2 separate regions of the Mus musculus genome follow, and region 1 is linked to region 2. The links are chromatin contacts, called in public promoter capture Hi-C maps. All regions are on one chromosome and are shown on one strand. The core of a region is the stretch at or near the end of the contact, and the rest is flanking DNA. Distances in the headings are between cores, read along the strand shown. Region 1 holds the start of Dtx1 (deltex 1, E3 ubiquitin ligase). Region 2 holds the start of Hrk (harakiri, BCL2 interacting protein (contains only BH3 domain)).

What was found. Promoter capture Hi-C pulls out the DNA fragments that hold promoters and counts their contacts.
Region 1: a contact with region 2 is called in a promoter capture Hi-C map of liver, with 9 times the contacts expected there. The contact joins the promoter of Dtx1 here to the promoter of Hrk in region 2. A contact is called at or near these places in 1 of 39 promoter capture datasets (liver) and 1 of 115 datasets of contacts at active chromatin or transcription factors (embryonic forebrain).

The regions. Positions count from the first base shown.
Region 1 is chr5:120,710,286-120,712,985 of GRCm38.p6, forward strand. It overlaps Dtx1 (deltex 1, E3 ubiquitin ligase), which reads right to left and starts at 1,384. Exons shown (of 10, transcript NM_008052.3): 1 at 1,200-1,384; 2 at 1-690. The coding sequence starts at 28.
Region 2 is chr5:118,168,369-118,171,068 of GRCm38.p6, forward strand. It overlaps Hrk (harakiri, BCL2 interacting protein (contains only BH3 domain)), which reads left to right and starts at 1,396. Exons shown (of 2, transcript NM_007545.2): 1 at 1,396-1,760. The coding sequence starts at 1,415. The coding sequence ends at 1,693.

The sequences.
Region 1 (2,700 bases), core at 134-2,633, 2.5 Mb after region 2:
CCATCACACCTTGGCCTGGCCGTGACATGGCCGCTGCCGCCTGCGGGGCCAGGTCCCCACTGTTGCTGGCCCAGCTCCTCCTGGGCCTGGGAGCACCGGGGAAGCTTCGTCCTCCCTCTCCAGGGCGGGCGGCGAGGAGTGTGGCCTCTTTTCCAGCTGGGCTCGTCTCCAAGGCCTAGAGGCCTGGGTTAGGGGGATGGGTGGCCATCCAGACGCTGCGAGGACCCCTTCCCGCAGAGCGCAGCTGTTGCACACAGCGGTGCGCGGTAGGCAATGTCTGTCCTAGGTGGGGGACATGATCTCAATCCCTTAGTCCCCTCAGTGCAGGTGCAGGAGTGAGGAGGCACTTGCCCCTCTAAGTCCGGCCTGTCCCTGCTTCTCTCCCGTTCCTTCTGTCCGCCACGCAGGGCCTTGTCACCCAGGAGGCCCTGGCCCCAGCCTGCTGCTCCTTGCGCGCTTGGCTCCGCTTTCCAGATCCCGTGCCTCGCTTCGGGGTGACTTGGGTCCGCCCCTCCCGACGGGGCTCCCTGCACCCCTGCACCCCTGTCCCCTCTCCTGGCCGGCCTGAGTGGTGGTAGATCTCCCAGGGAAGGGGGCGGAGCGTGGGGATCGCGGTCCGGACCTGCAGCTGGGGGACCCTGGGGAGGGGCGGGGGCCGTGGGCACGCCCCACCCCACTGGTGTTCGCGACCTGCAGGGGCGACAAGAAGGAGAAAGGGCCCTTTAAGAAGAGAGCAGCCCCCTCCCCCTCCCAGGAGCCGCGGCAGAGAACAATGGGGCGCCGGTGGGGGGGCGGCAGGGAGGCTCGGGGGTCTGTGCCCTGCAGTCCCTGGGGTACCCGGAGAACAGCGGGCATCATACCCCAGGCTGTCACCCGCAGTGGCCCGTGTTCGGTTGGAGCGCGTCCCCCGCCCCGGGCCGCGCGCTACCGGGGGCTGCGGTGTGGGATGCAGGGACGCGGGATGTGGAGATGCAGAATTCCGGGATGCGGAATGAAGGATGTGGGATGCAGGGATTCGAGTTCAAGATGCGGGATGTTGAGATGGATGGAGGGTGCCGGATGGAGCCGCGACCGAGGTTTCCTCAGGGGTGGCGTCCCCGGGGGCAAAAGAGCTGCAGGTCGTTATGTCCCCGCCCGGTGGCATCTGCCCGTGGGCCCGCCAGAGCCAGGGATTTGGGGTCCCTGCGCTACACGCTCACCGTGATCTCCCCGCGCTGGCTCTTTTCACCCCCCGCTGACTCTTTCTCCGCTGGCTCCCGGGAGGGAGGGAAGGAGGGCACCGCTTTGCCCCAGCCCGGACCTCGCCCGCCGCCGGATAGACAGACAGACAGGAGGACGCAGTAGTCCTGGCGCGCGGACGCGTCGGACGCGTCGCTGGGATCCCGCGGGTGGAGGCGGCCTCGGGGCGGGGCGGGTAGAGGAAGGGGAGGAGACCGATCCGCCCAGCCGCTGTGACACGCGAGTCACCGAGTCCCCGGCTGGGCCCACGAGGCATCAGATCCGTTCTGTGTTTAGGGGTTCTGGTTCCAATCTATCATCTTTGCATTTAGCATCTATGCTAGGGCCTGGTACACAACAGGCGCTCAATAAGTACTTGAATGAATGAATCTGATTTAGAGACAGTCTAAAGACTGCTCATAAGGCCACTGGCCAACTACAGGGTGATCTCTTGGAGCAGCAGTTTAAGCGTTCATGGGCACTGTGATAGGCCCTCTGGCAAGCTGAACACAGCATCTGCAGACACAGGTATGGACTGAGAGAGGAGACATCCAGGACCTGCCCTGTTTAGATTGGGAAAGATGAGGCTGTGTGGGACTGCGATCCAGGCAGCTGAGCAGGGTTAAGGGACCTCTTTGGGAGCCAGACCAGAGTGGCCCTTGCTCCTCCTCTGTTGGGATCTGGGGGGATTGGGGGAGGGCAGGGGGAAGGGAGAGCAAGGGTGAAGGGCAGGCTACACTAGGCTCACTCCCAGAACCAAAACTGGATTAGCTGGAGTCTTTACCCTGCCCAGGACACCTGCGTTTTTGTTGTTGTTTTGTTTGTTTGTTTTTAGAAGAAAGCCATTCACAGCTACATCTAGTCACTGCTTAATGACCACCTTGCAATCGGTGGGAACCTGAGGTCCTCAGGGTAAGGAAGTCATCAACTCAAAGTTGCACAGGGATTTAGTAGCAAACACAAAAGAAGAATCCAGCCAACTCCTCCCAGCAGCCTCTCTTGATTCATCGGTCTTCCCTCCTCCTCCTCCTCCTCCTCCTCCTCCTCCTCCTCCTCTGTGACACCCCATATCACGCCATCAACTACTTTAACCACTTACACAAAACTGATTCCTGCTCAAAAGGCCCCTAAGGGCTTCCACCACGGTTCACCTCTGTGGCCCAAGATCATCACAAATGATGGCTTCTGCTTATTGAGTGTCCATTCCATTCAGCCCCTGGAGGTAAGACTGTGTCCTCATGTTATGGGCAGGAAGCAAAATCTCTGGAAGCTCAGAGAGGTTACTCAGTTTGTCCGACTTCCCACAAGAGTGAGTAGGGCTGGGAGTTGACGCCTCAACGCCTTTGCACTTTCCATGGCAACAGGCCGCCATGATGCGTGTTGAATGACTAATGGATGTAATCTGGCTGATCTAGCACAGTGAGGCCTTTCACCAAGGAGGGCTGAGAAGGACTACACGCAGTTAACAGCCACCTGTGGCTG
Region 2 (2,700 bases), core at 146-2,645:
TTGAGACAGGGTTTTTCTGTGTAGCCCTGGCTGTCCTGGAACTCACTCTGTAGACCAGGCTGGCCTCGAACTCAGAAATCTGCCTGCCTCTGCCTCCCAAGTGTTGGGATTAAAGGCGTGTACAACCACTGCTCGACTTGTTTTCTGTTTGAATACGTCTGTCTATCTCCTATCTATCTATCTATCTATCTATCTATCTATCTATCTATCTATCTATCTATCTATCTATCTTATGTGCATACACATAGGGTAGTACATATGGAGGTCAGAGGACAATCTGTGGGTATCAGATTTCTGTCTTTGGAACACACGGATTCACAGGACTGAAATTAAGTCATCAGGTTCGGTTGCAAGCACCTTTACCCACAGAGGCATCCCTGACTCTTTGGGGTTTTTAAATAAAGGATTCTCTCTGTAACTGTGGCTGGCCTGAAACCACTATATGGACCAGGTTGTATATGGACCACTTCCCTGCTCCTTCAGGCCCCAATCCCAAAGCTGTCCAAAATCCAGTGGCTTGGACATGGTGGGCGGGTCTCTCTAGCACCCTAAGGAGTCCCAGGAGCCTCCTCACTGGTCGGCACCCTCCCCAGAGGACTTCCCAGGCTGGAGCTGGAGCAAAACTGGATTGGTCTTCCTTTGGGTTAGGTAACCTCACTGGGCACCAAGGCAAAGCCTTACAGGGTCGCCAGCAAACTCTGACCCCGTTTGAAAAGATAAAGCCTACAAAGTAAGCAGGCTGCAAGAACTTCTCTCTAGAACCACGTTCTTGGGTGGGGGGTGGGGGGTGGGGAGATGTCTTGAGTGCAAAGGCGACTCGCCCAAGTTGGAGTCCAACCCATCCCGGGTCCCCCGCCTTCATTTCAGGGTTCAGGCTCCCACCCCGGGGTGCGCTTAAGTCAGGTCACCAGAAGGGGGTGCGAACGCGTGTCAGGAATGTGTGCACCCACCCGGAGGCTGACAGGTGCGGAGGCTGTCCCGAAACAGGGCAAGTCGGCTTGAACCCTGCCTCCCACCACCCAGGCCACACAACAGCCCGGGGATCTTTTCGCATTACGGCCGAATTCTCCCGGAGCTCAATTCACAGTGCGCACCGAGCTGGCTTTCCAGGCTATCTCCGAGCTGGAGCCTCCCGCAGCCCGGGAAGCGAAACAGCGGACCCCGGGCCAGCATTCCCGAAGCCCCGCATCCCTGCCTGTCCCCGCCCTGCCGGCGTCTCGAGGGTTAAAAGTTACCTCTCGGCTTTTTCTCCTGCACACACTCCCCACCCCCCGGGCCGGATGATGTAACCCCCTCCCCGCGCCCTCCCCGCCCCCTCCACCATGTGACACTTTAATTAATAATAGCGCCGTCAGCACAACAAACGCGCGGTGAAGGGCGAAACTTGGGGTCCAGGGAGGCTCCTCCGCACGCCATGTGCCCGTGTCCCCGGCATCGCGGCCGCGGGCCCCCGGCCGTGTGCGGTTGCGGCGACGCTCGCCCCGGGCTGCGCTGGGCGGCGGCGCAGGTGACCGCGCTGCGGCTGCAGGCGCTGGGCGACGAGCTGCACCGACGCGCCATGCGGCGTCGCGCGCGGCCCCGGGACCCGCTGCCCGCGCTGCTGCCCGCGCTCCGCGCCCGCTGGCCCTGGCTGTGCGCGGCCGCGCAGGTGGCGGCGCTGGCGGCCTGGCTGCTCGGCAGGCGGAGCGCGTAGGCGGCGCGCGCGGGGCCTTCTTGGTGGGGGGGACCGGAGCCGAGACCCAGCCCGGACCGAGCAACAGGTACGCGGGCAAGCGGGCGGGAGAGCGACAGCGACAGCGGGAGCCAGGGCTCCTCGGCGAGGAACAGCGGACCCGGTCTCCTACTCTTCGCTTGCCCTCTGTCCCTCTTTATCCAGACCCCGAGTATCTGCTCCGCCTCATCCCCCCTACTCTCTCTCTCTCTCTCTCTCTCTCTCTCTCTCTCTCTCCCTCTCCCTCCCTCTCTTCCCTCATTCTCTCTCCTCCTCCCTCTGTTCCTCTCTCCTTTCTCTCTTCTCTTCCTCCCTTCTCCTTCCCCCTCTCTCTTCTCTCCCTCTCTCTCTTCCTCCCTCCTTCCTCTCTCTCCCTCTCTCCTTCCCTCCTTCATCTCTCTCCTCTCTTCTTTCCCTCCACTCTCCATCTCCACTCTCTCCCCCTCTCTCCTTCCTCTCCCTTTCCTTTCCCTCTCTCTCTCCTCTTTTTCCTTCCCTCCTCCCCTTCTCCTTCCTCTCCCTTTCCTTTCCCTCTCTCTCTCCTCTTTTTCCTTACCTCCTCCCCCTCTCCTCCCGCTCCCCTGTCTCTGTTCTGTCTTCACTCTCCCCCCCCTCCCCACTCCTCTCTCTTCTCCCTCACTCTCATCTCTCTTCAGTGTTTTCACTCTCTTCTTTCTCCAATCCCCTGGCTCACGTTATTCTTCCCCTTGTGTAGCTCTCCTCTGCCTTTCCACTTTCTCCTGTTTTCCCTTTCTCCAGTCTGCTTTCTCTCTCCTCTCCCACTACCCCGTGTCCCCCCTTCCTTCTCCACCTCTCTCTCTCTCCCCCCCTTCTCTCTCTCCTCACTGTCCCCTCTCTCCTTTCTCCCTCTTCTCTCTCCTCCTCCTTCCTCTGCAGCATAGTGGTTTTAGAAGGACGTAAGCCACCACAATCGCTGCCAGCCCCAGTAAACACACGCAGTAGAACTGCACCAGTCCGAGCTAAGAGTC